2 separate regions of the Danio rerio genome follow, and region 1 is linked to region 2. Evidence: chromatin contacts called from public Hi-C data. All regions are on one chromosome and are shown on one strand. Each heading gives the region's core, a stretch centred on a gene start, on an enhancer-like site or on the middle of the called end of the contact. The rest is flanking DNA. Distances are from core to core; before and after follow the strand shown.

Region 1 (6,815 bases), core at 2,634-5,133, 180 kb before region 2:
GAAGGATGTATTTCATTCTTGAAGTGCATTTAAATATTTTCTGAAAAGCATTCCTTCCCTTGCAACTATGGATGTCTACTTTGCCTCCCTGAGGTTGGGAAATATAAATATATATAGTATATGAAGAAATACAATGTGTAAAGTTTTCATGTAAAATATACAGATAATGTTCAACTCTATACATATTGTGATGTAATCTTACAGGCATTTGGTGAAGTAATCAATAAAGTTTGAATTCTGAACCAGTGAATTTGATCCTGGATTTGTTCCTGTGTTGAAGGATGTAGAGGGGCAGATATGAGGCATCTTCTTTTTGGTGTCTGTATCAAGTGTTTTATATACATAACAAACACAGAAAACACTCTTAAAAATAAAGGTGCCGGGAGGAACTAAAAAGCTTTTTCACAGTGATGAATGTAGTTTGAGGAACCATTTCATAATCTAAAGTCTTTGTGCAATGGTGGATTTTACAGGTTCTTCATGTAACCATCAATGGCAAATATCTTGAAGAGTGAAGGGTTTTCAAAATGTGGGTGAAATATTAAGAACTTCTGTCTGAAATGTTTCAATTGAGACTTCTCGGACTCCTGTGTGCAGGTTTGGTCATTTACAATACAATAGAATATTTATTTAGAAAGCACATTCACAAACAACCAAAGTGTGTACATAGTAGTACTAAAGATTAGAAGAAAGCAGAATATACAAGAAACATTTACCAAATAGAAACGGTCATGGAGTATTAAGAGCGAGAGAAAATAGACAGGTCTTTAAAACACAGAAGTGGAGGGGGAACGTCTAATTTTAGGACCAGGAAATGCTCAATATGACTGAACATAAACATTGGAGGCTAAGAAAAATGTTCATTTTAGAAGACAAATTCAGACGACATGAAGGATTTTGCAAATATTCTCTGATGTTTAAAACTCCCTTTTCTTTAAAGGTTTAAGACATTCTTGAGAACTCTTCACAGATTTGTGTGTGCGAAGCATCATTTAAGTCAACATTAGCACCTGTCAGCTTTAAATGTGGGGAAAACTGGATAATTTTCAGCTGTTGTTGGTTAATTTCATCTTCTTGGTTTGAAATAATTTTTGGGGCAGAATCAAAATCTTTGACAAATTGCAAATCTGCAAGTAGAGTGATGTTTGGAGTTTCTCATTATTATTCATAGCTGAGTGTTCTTATCCTATGAGAAGACCCTTCATCTTAATTATTCATGAGAGCTTTCCGAAGTCATAGCAGACCTGCCAAGCAGTGAGACCCAATGACTAGGTGAGACTGCGTCTGCTCATGGCTAGCAGTATTTAGCTGTTTATGAAGGGTCGTAATGTTATGCGTTTGTTTCCATGATTCACAGGGTTTGTTGGATGTTTTTTTTTTCCCCACAAAGCTGTTGGTTTGCAGCAAACATTTTTGTCAGGAGGGCTGTACGAGAATTGGAGGATGGCAGACTTTGTCTTTTATCAGTTGAGTTTGTTACTATTCAAACACATCGCCTATATCCGTGCTGCTGTGTTCGCCATGTTTAAAATCCCACAGATTGCCGGTAGGGCTATTGGTTGAAACAGACAGGGAAAGAGACCTGCTGCACTGCTATCCACTGTATCTGCATTCAACCCCGGTGATTCAGAAGGAGAGAAGTCCTCCTCATTTATAGTGTTTACATGATTATCTTTATAATGATATAACAAATTGTGGAACATATGTAGCAGGACATTAATTTATTCCTTATTTCTTTGCATTTTAACTTTGTAAAATCTTTTGAAAAAATTCTGAGGTAGACTTGAGCTGAAAGAGGGGGGTTTCATTGTCCTTTAACTGTTTCTTCTTTATTGAAGACATTTCTGTCAACTAATTCATAACTTTAATCATTTCAAATGAGTAATATGTTATTGTACAAGATTTGTTTTAAGTTTATATAATGCTTTAGGTCTATACTTTAAAAGTTTAAATAGAGCAGAGATGCCCAAACTAGGGCCCACGGGCCAAAGTTGGCCCATGGTAACCTTTGATTTAGCCCGAGGATGGTTCAGACATTGTCATTTCAAATTTAATGTGAACTTTTATTAGTTTGTTGTATTAAGCTAACAAAAAAAAGGCTAAGTGAAATTAAACGTTTCCATTTAAATGGTGTCAAATAATCAGATTTAGCTTAAAATGTACATATTGTCACCCGACGGATAGAAAACTTTGGGAAGCAAATCAAGGCAAGGCAGATTCTGCTTGATTAGTGTATTCAGTGTATTCTCCATTGTGTTATACATATGACCGTTTATGTTTTTATTGCAGTAGTTATAATGAAAAAGATATATTGCATTAGGTTATACGATTCAAAGTGATGTTTACTCATTTTTAATTATTAGGTAATAAATTAGGATATGACCCATGGCGACTTTAATCTAACTTAGTTCGGTTTATTTATCATCGGCATTTGGTTTTTCGCCCTTCATACGAAAAAGTATTGGCACCCCTCTTATAGAGGCTCTTGACGAGTTTTTAAAAGGTAAAAGTGAAGGCCTTGCCTGATGTTAGTAACGGGAAGAGCTGAATACACCACGTGGTGTCGCTGTCAGTGAAACGCGTTTGGGGGTAACAAAGGTTACCATAGTAATTCTGCCACTCTTTGTTTAACGAGCGCGAGCCATTTGCGGTTAATAACATTAACATTCATAACGCCTGTCAAGTGTTCGGAACAAAACATTAGTGAACAGATAAGGAAATCTGAAGAGGGGGATTTATATCAGTGACAGATAACGTGTAAAAGTTGCGAAGTTAAATTTAGATTTCAGAATTACGCTCAATGGACGTTTTAAATTATATATACTAAATTTGTTGCTTTTCAAATGATACAAAGCTTTAGCTAACGGACTTTGGAGTGAGTAAAATCCAACTCCAGTAAAACTCCAGCACAGGCAGAGCTCATCTGATCTGCTGCAATAATAAATGAAACTGCTCCTGGGTTTTAAAGAGCAGCTCTGAGTCTGAAGGGGCGGAACTGAGTGAGCGCTGCGCCGCTGAATGCTCGCTGCACCGAATGCGCTGCTGACAGCGGCTCCGCACAGACCGAGGACGAACACCCACATCGATCATGCGGGACATCATGAATTTGCCCTCTCAAATATCTGAGTAAGTACAAATGGTCTACGATAGGGGTGTGGGTCTTTACAGCCGCTTACAAGCGATTTGGTGTTACCACGGTGAGCCAGTCCATCTTCCATGACGCTAGCAGCTACACGGCTAGCTAGCCGAGGGAGGAAAGATTGACGTAGTTGACTTGGATTTTTACAGGAAACGCATTCCTGGCCAAGTAAGAGCCATAAATTATATAGGGCTTGTTATTAATTTGCTCTCTTGCTCGTGGTTTTCGTGACTGTAATGTGTGCAGAAATGCATCATATTCGTTCGTGAATTAAACATAACGTTACATGGGCTGTTCAATTTTACTCACACGCGTGAATCATTTATGCTAAACTGATTCAGGAGAATAATCTAGAATAATCCGCATCCAGCCTTTCTCCTTAACGTTAGCAGGCCGACGTTTGGGAAGCTCTTCCCAGCTGCTTATGATTTTTGTTTGGATATTTGGCTAATAATTGGACCCTTTTAATGAGCGTTTTCTCGTGCTCGGTTGACTCTGCGCGAGCTCCTCTCTGAAAGTGATCAGTATTGCTCTTACTTCCCAGACAGAACTGACTGGTTGTTTCCGCACGGCCTCTGTGTTATGGGCCTATAATGGAGCCTTATTACGTAATGGCTGATCACGTCACGCATGTAGGTGATCATATATCCTATCACAGAGAGGGGAGGTCTGCCTTAAACAGAAATATCTAGCACTTACTCGCTTTTTTCCAAACATACAGTATTACTTTTGATCTGCCACGCTTTCTGTTTAATTTCCTCGCTTAATCTGTAACTATCCTAAATTTCGAGGGCTTGTTTGCTTGGTTGACTAATCTACGGGAAGAGTAAGCAGATTGTGTTATGGTAAGCTCAGTGCTCTTTTGCTCTCTGTGTTGTCATTATCGTAAACGTTGTCAATAAGCGCGATAACTTAAGATAAAGTAGACAAATGTTAACGCAAGACTTGTGTGTTGGTTAATTTCTAACAAATTGCTCGATAATATCTTTGCTTCAGTCTCGTGTCAGCTTTAAATGTTGTTATTTGAGATCACTAACATAAGACAGCGCGGAATAGCTCTGTGTGTTTATGTGTTTGGGAGGTATGGCATCCATACACTCTCTCGTGGCCGCGCATGTGCTGCTGCTGTATACAGGAATGTGTTTGTGCTGTGTGAGTTGACCTGGTGTTTGTAAACACACCGCGTGTCGCCTTTATTAGAATAATTATTCACTCATCGATCAATCCAGCGACATCAATACGTGCTTCCACTTCAGTAAATATACATAACATTACACGTGTTCAATAAAAGGCGGTGTTTCTTATTTAATGATGAAATTTTGCGTCACATTTCGGACTAAGAGTGAGTCATTTCTTAGTAAGTGTAATAAAAAATGCTATGAAATGTGTGTTTTTTGTCATTTTCACGCCACACACAGAGCTGCGTTGAGATGGCCATGTGTTGTGCTCTGAGCTTCGTTGTTGTCAGCACGTGTTTTTGGCTGATCCAGTGTTTCCTGAGAACTCTCGCGCTCTTCCCACGAGCTATCAGATAATGCAGCGCGTGAACATCCCATGCACTCAAATAGACGAATTCAGCACAAACTTAGCCTTTAATCCGTTTCTTCTTTAATGTAGATATTTCGAAAATCTCTACACATGAACGATCATTTTATCTGGATGTCAGTCATTGTGTCTCTGTCTGTCTGTCTGTCTAGCTGCCCATTGAATTAGGGAGTTGTCTCGAAAAAAATGAATCCTTTTGATTGGAGTTTATAATTAGAAAATAGTGCTGTGTAAATTTGATCTATAATCAATAACTCCAAACTGTTCTATATGTTTAAGAGAGATTAGTGATACAGATACACTGAGCAAACATTGTAAAAAGCACCCCTAATGAAAAACACCTTGGGGAATCTTTTGTCTGTGACTCTTGGCTAGTTCTTCTGGCACTACAAAGAAGGTCCGTTATGGATTTGTTCGAATGAGGGAATCATAATTCCAGCCACGTTGGCCATTTGTGCCCCCCTGCTGTTTAAAATTCACTCATGTCAAGGTCAGTGTACATTTAGCCTTGTCTTGGACAAGGGGAGAGGGGAAATTGTCCATGTTTTTCATAGGAGGCAGGTGATGAGAGGCTACCATCTGTTCCTTTGATCAAGCTCTTCATTAAGTAAGAGGGTTTTAGGTGGTGAAAAAAGCTGTTTATCTTCAGTGCCCCTTAACCTCTTCCAAAGTTTCACCCTGACCCCCCTCCTCTGCCTGTTTGTGAAGATGATTGCGTATTTATGGATCAATTCATTGCACTGTTGTCTTACCACAGGGTATGAGCCATTGCACCATCCCTGAGCGTCGGCAGAAGCCTGAGCAGGACGCAAGGGTGTGCACTGTGTTCTGAGAAACAGCTAGTGGATATCTAGACATCGGAGAACGAGCAACAACCTGAATTATGTCTTACTATAACCGAGAACTGGTGGTATTTTTTATCAAATATAAACTCTCGCAGAGGAACTACCCCTGCAACCACATTGGACTTACAGAAGACACAAATCGGACTGATGGGGCTGAAGAGAATGGCGAGGGGGCAGCAGGAGCGACAACTCTTGTTAATGGCACCATGAATAGAACGAACGCTAGTTCCACTGGGACCCCACCACAATCCCCTGCTTCATCCCCCCAGCGTCAAACAAATGGGTCTGGGGGTCTAGACGCAGTGAAGGAGGCGCTCCGTGATTCTGCCAACGAGTTTGAGCTGCGCTATTCCAGAGCATTCAACGATCTTTCCTCACAGCTCCACATCACACCCGCCACAGCGTACCAGAGCTTCGAGAGCGTGATGGATGAGGTGTTTCGCGACGGCGTCAACTGGGGCCGAATCGTGGGGTTGTTCGCATTCGGAGGGGCTCTGTGCGTCGAGTGTGTGGAGAAGGAGATGAGTCCGCTTGTGGGACGCATCGCAGAATGGATGACCGTCTACCTAGACAACCATATTCAACCCTGGATCCAAAGCCAAGGAGGATGGGTGAGTTAAAATTTACTTGTTTTTTAACCTACCTTATTCTTCTTCAGTCAGCATTTATGTATGTTCAATGTGTCAGATTGTCCTGTTTAATATAAAGACTTTTCAAAGATTAAAAAAACAAACAAACTATATGGGCAACCTTGAAGTAAAAAGTTTTGTTACAAGGCACGTCTACCCCTTAAAAAATAAGGTTTTCACCCTCATTTTGTCACAAACCAATAAGACTTTGGGTGAACCCGAAGGTATTTTATTCTCTAATAAATCTAAATTAATCAACCAGTAGAATCGTAGGATATTTTAATTAGAGGACCATTGCAGTTTGTTAATAATTCATGGAAAGAAAGATACATATGTATCCTTGGAGTTTCCCTGTTTTCTTCAGTTAAGTAAGAAAATCCAATGTATTTGTTTGTTGTATGATTTTTTTTACTGCTTTACTGCTTTTTTATTGCTTCGAAATAGCCATTTAAAAGTTATCAGTATTGACCAATGCATTTTTAAATTTTTTTTAGCTGAACTACTCATTTAAAGGCTTATGTCCCTACTAGACTTGTTGTCTTTTGGGGTTTTGTGTGAAGCTTTTACAAGGCTATATTATTCCAGGAAAAGTGGATGTTATTGATGAAAGAGTGTGTTTCGCATGGTCAAATCTGCTAGCTCCCTTGGGTCCAAAAA
Region 2 (7,445 bases), core at 2,613-5,112:
AAAACATAAGTTGTCATGACTTTTTAATCTCACTTTTTACAGTTTGCTAAAAATGTTAGAAACATGCATTTGTTTTGTTTTATATTTTACATACTTTTTTTAAATTTTAGGTGAAGTTTAAGTCATTTTTGTTTAAATATTTTTCTAATATTTTAGCAGCTTAAATACAGTTGAAGTTAGAATTATTAGCCGCCCCTGTTTATTCCCCCCCATTTTCTGTTTTACGGAGATAAGTTTTTTTCATCACATTTCTAATCATAATAGTTTTAATAACTCATTTCTAATTACTGATTTATTTTATCTTTGCCATGATGACAGTAAATAATATTTTATTAGATATTTTTCAAGACACTTTTATACAGCTTAAAGTGACATTTAAAGGTTTAACTAGGTTAATTATGTTAACTAGGCAGGTTAGAGTAATTAGGCAATTTATTGTATAACGATGGTTTGTTCTGTAGACATATATATATATATATATATATAGCTTAAAAGGGGCAAAATATTTTGACCTTAAAATGTTTTTAAAAAATTAAAAACTGATTTTATTCTAGACAAAATAAAACACAAAAGACTTTCTTCAGAAGAAATAATATTATCAGACATACTGTGAAAATTTCCTTGCTCTGTTAAACATCATTTTAGAAACATTTAAAAAAAGAAAAAAATCCAAGAGGGGCTAATACTCCTGACTTCAATAAAGTTAAAGAAAAATAAAATTAATATTTCTGTTGCAACTACAATGAGAATACATTCTTGCTGCCTTCAATCTTTTAGTTAAATCAACTGTTTTCAATCTTCAATCTTCAACTTCTTTTTAACTTACATCAATCAAACTGACTAAAACATTAAACTAAACGTTGTATAACATAAAAATAGTTAAAATAGGTATTAACATAAGTTAAATTTACAAAAACATTTGTTGTCATAACCTTTTATTAAATAGTAATCAGTGTGTAGCTGAAATAAAGGAACTTCATGTTTCTTTAAATATATTTATTTTTAGTTGCCATTTATAAACTGTAAAAAATCTGACAATAAATCAAGAAAACAAATTATTTTTACTTGCTTTAAGTTATTTTAATATGTTAATCAGGTTTCAAATAAATTGTATATTATTAAGTTATACAAAGTTTAATCAAATATTTATAGTCAGTTTAACTGACGTAAGAAACGTTAATTTCAGATGACTAGAAATGTTAATTTGATTGAACTAAAAAAATTGAAGGCAGCAGTTTTGCTACTTGAAGTGTACTTGCTTTTAGTTTCTTCATTTTTCCTGCACTGTAAAAAAAATCCTGGATGCCTTAATTAATTTGCCTTGATTAATTTTTAAGCTGAATCAAATTAATCTTATGAATTCATTGAACTTACATTATGTTAAACTGACTTTAAACAGCTAGAATAACTTATAAAATTAAGTCAGAACATTTTCTTCATTCATTTTCTTGTCGGCTTAGTCCCTTTATTAATCCGAGGTCGCCACAGCGGAATGAACCGCCAACTTATCCAGCAAGTTTTAACACAGCGGATGCCTTCCAGCTGCAACCCATCTCTGGGAAACATCCACACCCACATTTACACACACATGTTTTTGGACTGTGGGGGAAACTGGAGCACCTGGTGGAAACCCATGCAACGGCAGGAAGGCAGGAAGAACATGCAAACTCCACACAGAAACACCAACTGAGCCAAGGTTCGAACCAGCGACCCAGCGACCTTCTTGCTGTGAGGCAACAGCACTACCTGCTGCGCCACTGCCTTGCCTAAGTCAGAACATGATTAACTTTAATGAGTAACTTAATGAACTAAAAACATGCTGTCAGGACTAAGTGATTATATATATTTTTACAGTGTGGTGTTCATGAAAGACAGTTTTAATAAATATATAAAATATATGAGCATTAATTCCACATATATAAAAATGTTATGTAATATATTGCATAATGCCTTTCTTTATATTGATGTTTCTGTGGCACAGGATACATACAACATCCAGTCTCAAGATCCAAGCAGCTTCAGAAAGAGGAGGCACATTTCTGAAGAGCAATAATGCATATAAAAATAGAAAATGTGTTCAATTGCCTTTAGGCCCTGCAAGATGATTAAAAACCAGCTCCTACATTTGAGGGCATATTGCTGTCTTGCAGCAGCTGCGGTGAGTTGATAGCAAAGGAAAGCTTGGGGCTGAATGATGACAGCGATGCTCTGGTGTTTAGTCAGAACCTGATTATCTGTGAAGATCAAACCAGCTTTAAAACAAACTACAAAGCAACTGCAGAAACAATATGTGCTGAATTACATCCTCCCAAAACTCATTTAGCACATACTTCGCCTCTGTTTAGGGACCTTTGAATCAGCAGTGGCTAATACATGAATATAGAGGGAAATATCCAATCCAGGTCACACAATAAATAAGTCATTGTCTGCTGGTGTGTAAAAGCTTCCCTGTGTGAAATCATTGCATGTATAAATCAACCTAGTTTTTTACTTTGGAAAATAAATCTTCGGGAAAATGTAATCAATTATTTTTAGTAAGTATCAGTTACTGCACAGAAAAAAAAGTTAAATTTTTAACATTTTGAAAAAAAATACTCTTATACAAATATAATATTTTAATAATATTATATTACTTTTAGCATTTATTTTATTAAGTATGGAGTATTGGTTAAAGCTTGTTTAAATTATTTATTTATTTATTTATTGTAATTTATTGTTACTTCTGTAATTGTACCTAACATCTCATTCTGAAGCATTTATGTTAGGTATAATTACAGACATGATGTGTAAATTAATTTTTAATTAATTAATTAATTAAAATTCAACCATATGCTTTAAACAATACTTCATACTTCATTATAATAATTATATATATATATATATATATATATATATATATATATATATATATATATATATATATATATATATATATATATATATATATATATATATATATATATATATATGTGTGTGTGTGTGTGTGTGTGTGTGTGTGTGTGTGTGTGTGTGTGTGTGTGTGTGTGTGTGTGTGTGTATAATGTACTAACAACTTTTTCAATACCATATGACGGGTACATGATGTGAACCTGAAAATGTACGACATATTAATGTTGACCAGCAAAAAGGTCTGTGTTGCCATCTGCTGGTTAATAAATATATTACAAAGGTTTTCTGTCATAGTAAATACTACAATAACATACTGAATTTTAATATTAATTATGTTCCCTATATTTGCTAATAATTACTAATATCTGCAATAATACAATCAAAAAGAATGCTAACTTATAAGCTACTTAATAAATATACACTGCTAGTCAGAAGTTTGGAAAACTATTTTGTTAAAAAAGTCTCTTCTGCTCTGAAGCTTAATTTATTCATTCATTCATTTATTTTCTTAGTCGCTTTATTAATCCGGGGTCGCCACAGCAGAACGAACCGCCAACTTATCCAGCACATGTTTTACGCAGCGAAAATGCCCTTCCTGCCGCAACCCATCTCTGGGAATCAAGCTTAATTTATTTCATTATAATTATTTTATTACGAATTAAATTTGAATTTAAACAACTATTCTTTTACTATGTGAAAATACTTTAAATGTCATTTATATCTGTTCATTATAGTGCGTTTTTATCCTTCAAGTTTGTATGTTTTTGCTCTTTTGATTAATATTATAAATCTTTAAAATTAAACAATAGCTGTTTTCAACTATAAAATCAATCTGTAAAAGTTTGAATTGAGAACAGAAAATCGTCTAAAACAAATGCCCAAAATATGGCCCGCGAGCTAAAATTAGCCCATTGTAACGTTTGATGCAGCCCAGTGCATCACATTTGAGAATAGAATGAGTAGCTGTGATGGAGATGCTTGGGGTGAACATGTCTTTAACGGAGATCATCATTTCTAATTTGGCGTAAACTTTTTTGTTAGTTTGTTTGTTTGTTGTTTGTTTGTGAGCAATTCCAGGCAAAAACTAGAGTAAGTCTATTCTGATATAAATGAGATGTTTTTGTTTTTACTGAAATAAGTTCATTTTAAAATGTAAAATAAACGATGCTGTTTTAGTTAATATACACCAATGTTTTCTTCTTATTTTTAAATATTATTAAATAAATTAACTATATTTATTTACCTTTGGCCCACTAGCCTCAGTGAAGTTTGGTTTTTGACCCTTCATAAGAAAAAGTTTGGGCACCTTGGTCTAAATCTAAAATATTGCGCTCCAAAACAGCGGAACCAGCTTTCGCTTGCCCCGTGTTTTGTCGGATCCTTCCTCGGCGTGACACATCAAAATGGCGGAGCGGGAAGAAGCGGTGAGGGGATTCGTCGCTGTTACTGATGTTGATGAAGAGAGGGCCCGGTTCTTCCTCGAGTCCGCCGGCTGGGACCTGCAGGTCAGCAGCATACCGGACACTTTATCAATGAAGGATTGTGCTGTAAATCAAAAGCTCTGCGGGCGAGAATTCAGGAGACTTTAAGCCTGCACCGAGAGCCAGTCAGAGGTGTAACCGGCTAACAAAATGTGCAAGTCACTCCTGATTAAAATCATCAGGACTTTCTTAAACTGCTTTATCTAGTTGATCACAAATGCTGAAATTCACGCTTTGGGATTTGCCACTCAGTATTTCTCTAATGCTTAGATATTTAAACATTCCCGGAGTGTTTTACATAGAAATTAAGCTATAACTTAGCAGCTTTGGCCTTGTCGGTAAATACCCATGTTTACATTCGTGGTTTAATTTAGTCTCGCCCTGAAACATCCTAAAATGTGTTATTTCTTAGTCATTCATAATATTAGTCTGAAACATCTAATTAGTTAATGTATATAATGGATGTTTTTTCTGTTCTGTTTGCGTGTCAGTGTGTGAATGAAGTGACAGCTCTTTTTTTTTGGTCCGTTTTTAGCTTGCTCTTGCTAATTTCTTTGAAGATGGAGGAGAAGATGATATTGCCACTCTTCCTCAGCCAGAGTCTGGATCTGTCACTCGACCCACAGGACCCAGGTTACACAGCTATACCCATAAACTATTTGGACCTCGATGATATGCTGTAGGGTTCATGTCGTAAGAGTGAGCTGTGTTTAACGGTGTCTCATTTGATTTCAGCGAACACAGAGTGACATCCTTCAGAGATCTGATGCATGAGGATGATGATGACAGTGGTGATGAGGAAGGCCAGAGGTATCTTTTTTTTCACACTTAATGACAGCTAAAGTCATCGACCATGAACTCAACTTTCTAATGATCTTTGTCTGGGAAACAATAAGATTGACAATACTGATTTCACTAACAACTATTGATCCATGCAGTTAACAGTTACAGTATTTGTCACTGAACACTTATCTGAACATTATCTGTCTGTTTTGATCAATTAAAAAGTATTATGTGGTTTATTGTTGATACATCATATCATTTTGAACATCCATTTGAAGATGCCATGGATTGACAGTCTCTATATACCTCAGTGTAGTGTAAAAATAAGAGTTTAGTAAATGTTAACAACATACCATGCAATTCAAACACCATTGTTTCCTTGTTCTCATGTAAATATTGTGAGTTAAATCCCAGTCTAAAACAGGCCGATCAGAACAAAACACTGACTCTGGCGATCCACATGAGGTCATTAATATGTCAGACTGTTTGATTGGTTACAATGTTCCATGGTGAGATTACAACAGTGATAAATGTTTTTGTTACTTACAGATGGATAGACATAGATAGGAATAACACTCTTGTCGGACAAAACCAAGGCTTTAATCTGATTTTTTTGTTGTTGACCTGCTTGCATCATTTTTTAAAAGTGACTTGTATCTGATTGTGTACATTTACACTGCACATGGCAAAGGCGGAATGACCAGGAAAAAAAAGAGCGGGCGCTGACTGACAGCTGATAATAAAAGAGTGCCATTTTCTCCATTCCTGTATTTAATCTGTTTGCAGGGTTTATTTTTTTAAATACTTTTTGACAAGTTGTTTTACTATTGTTTATGACAAAAAAAATCTTGTTTGACCATCTTATTTTAATCTAGGCAGTTTTAAACCAGTAGGCATTTTAAGGTAATGTCCATGGCGTGATGTATGCAACAGTTTTATGTTAGTTTATATTGCGGCTGTTGTGCTCTCTCTCTCGCTAACATGCTTAAATAATTGTGCCACATGACAATATCACTTTTTAAGTCCTCGTGTATGAGATTTAAGGTTTGCAACTCTGCTGAAGTCTGTTTTAAATGAAAGTGTCAGGCTTGAAGTCATTCGCTATGGTTTTTAATGATGCGCGGCTTGCATTGACAGGTAAAAATCCAATCTAGTGTAAGCACTGCAGACATGAGGACACGGATACGATTCATATCATATACATATGAACAAGGCCTGAATCTGATTTAAGCAAATCGAAATACATGTGATTTTTTTTCCTGCTTACACAAAATTGGGCCATATCCAATCTGTGCCACATGGTAGAAGAAAAGTCGTAATTGAGTCACTTGAACTATGCAGTGTGAATGCAGCCAGTGTCTGATGCTTTTGTCAGTGTACTATAAATTGGCCTTTGTTGTTATTTTGGACTAATATTTTGGACTAATTGAATTTTGTTTTGTAAGTATTTAAATGTTTTACCCAAAAATATGGATGTTTTATTCAAAACACTGGATTATGTAACAGAATTAAAGCATATTTTAGGTTTTTCATTTTAAATTGCTGTTTTAACTTTTTGCTATCCATTTAAATGGTCCTATGGATTTTAAACACTGTGTTTTCTTAAATCGATTCTGAGCTTAATTTTTTACTTCAGATGGGGCTCTAGCGACGTTTTTAACCATATATACAAATCCTATTGAGGGAGAATGCTTTTGCATTCAGCCGAGTCATTTAAGTTGGCTTTTGTGTCACAAGATTAAACTAAACGCAGCTCACTGTGAACACTTGTAGTTTGCTTAAACGTCTGCTAAATGTTTGAATAATATGGCTTTTTACTGTGTCCTCTGCTGTTAAGAACTTATCTGTTCGACATCAGTAGTGCATTTTTGTCCTTTAATCGTGTATGTTTTTGCCTTTTTGTTTAATATTATAAAACGTTAAAATCAAACAATAACTGTTTTTAACTGTTAAATCGATTCGAAGAATCAGAAAATCACAAAAAATTGTCTAAAACAGAGATGCCCAAAGTTGGCCCATTGTAACCTTTGATTTGGCCCACCATGCCATCTGAGAAGGGAATGAGATGGATGGAGAGGGTTTGGGCGAATGTCTTAAAAAAGATCATCATTTCTAATTTTATTTTATTGCTGAGCTACAAAAAAGCAAACTGAAGTGAAATGTTTCAATTAAATGTTGTAAATAAGTCTTTTACCTCAGAATCGATGATCAAGAAAGAACAGTGATGCTTTTTGTAAATCTCAGAATTGATTTCTCTACAGCTGCTGTATGGCTAAGCTAAAATTAGAAATG

What was found. A called contact is a pair of places that touch in the nucleus more often than the background predicts.
Region 1: a Hi-C map of hematopoietic stem cells shows a contact between it and region 2, with 2.1 times the contacts expected there. The contact joins the promoter of bcl2l1 here to the promoter of nsfl1c in region 2. A contact is called at or near these places in 2 of 18 Hi-C or Micro-C datasets (caudal fin and hematopoietic stem cells) and 1 of 4 datasets of contacts at active chromatin or transcription factors (embryo).

The regions. Positions count from the first base shown.
Region 1 is chr23:21,881,679-21,888,493 of GRCz12tu, reverse strand. bcl2l1 (BCL2 like 1) reads left to right here and starts at 3,883. Exons shown (of 3, transcript NM_131807.1): 1 at 3,883-3,984; 2 at 5,442-6,140. The coding sequence starts at 5,568. It overlaps arfgef2 (ADP-ribosylation factor guanine nucleotide-exchange factor 2 (brefeldin A-inhibited)), which reads left to right. Exons shown (of 39, transcript XM_002666467.7): 39 at 1-250.
Region 2 is chr23:21,705,014-21,712,458 of GRCz12tu, reverse strand. It overlaps nsfl1c (NSFL1 (p97) cofactor (p47)), which reads left to right and starts at 3,862. Exons shown (of 10, transcript NM_001007446.1): 1 at 3,862-3,978; 2 at 4,147-4,394; 3 at 4,906-5,003; 4 at 5,106-5,180. The coding sequence starts at 4,293.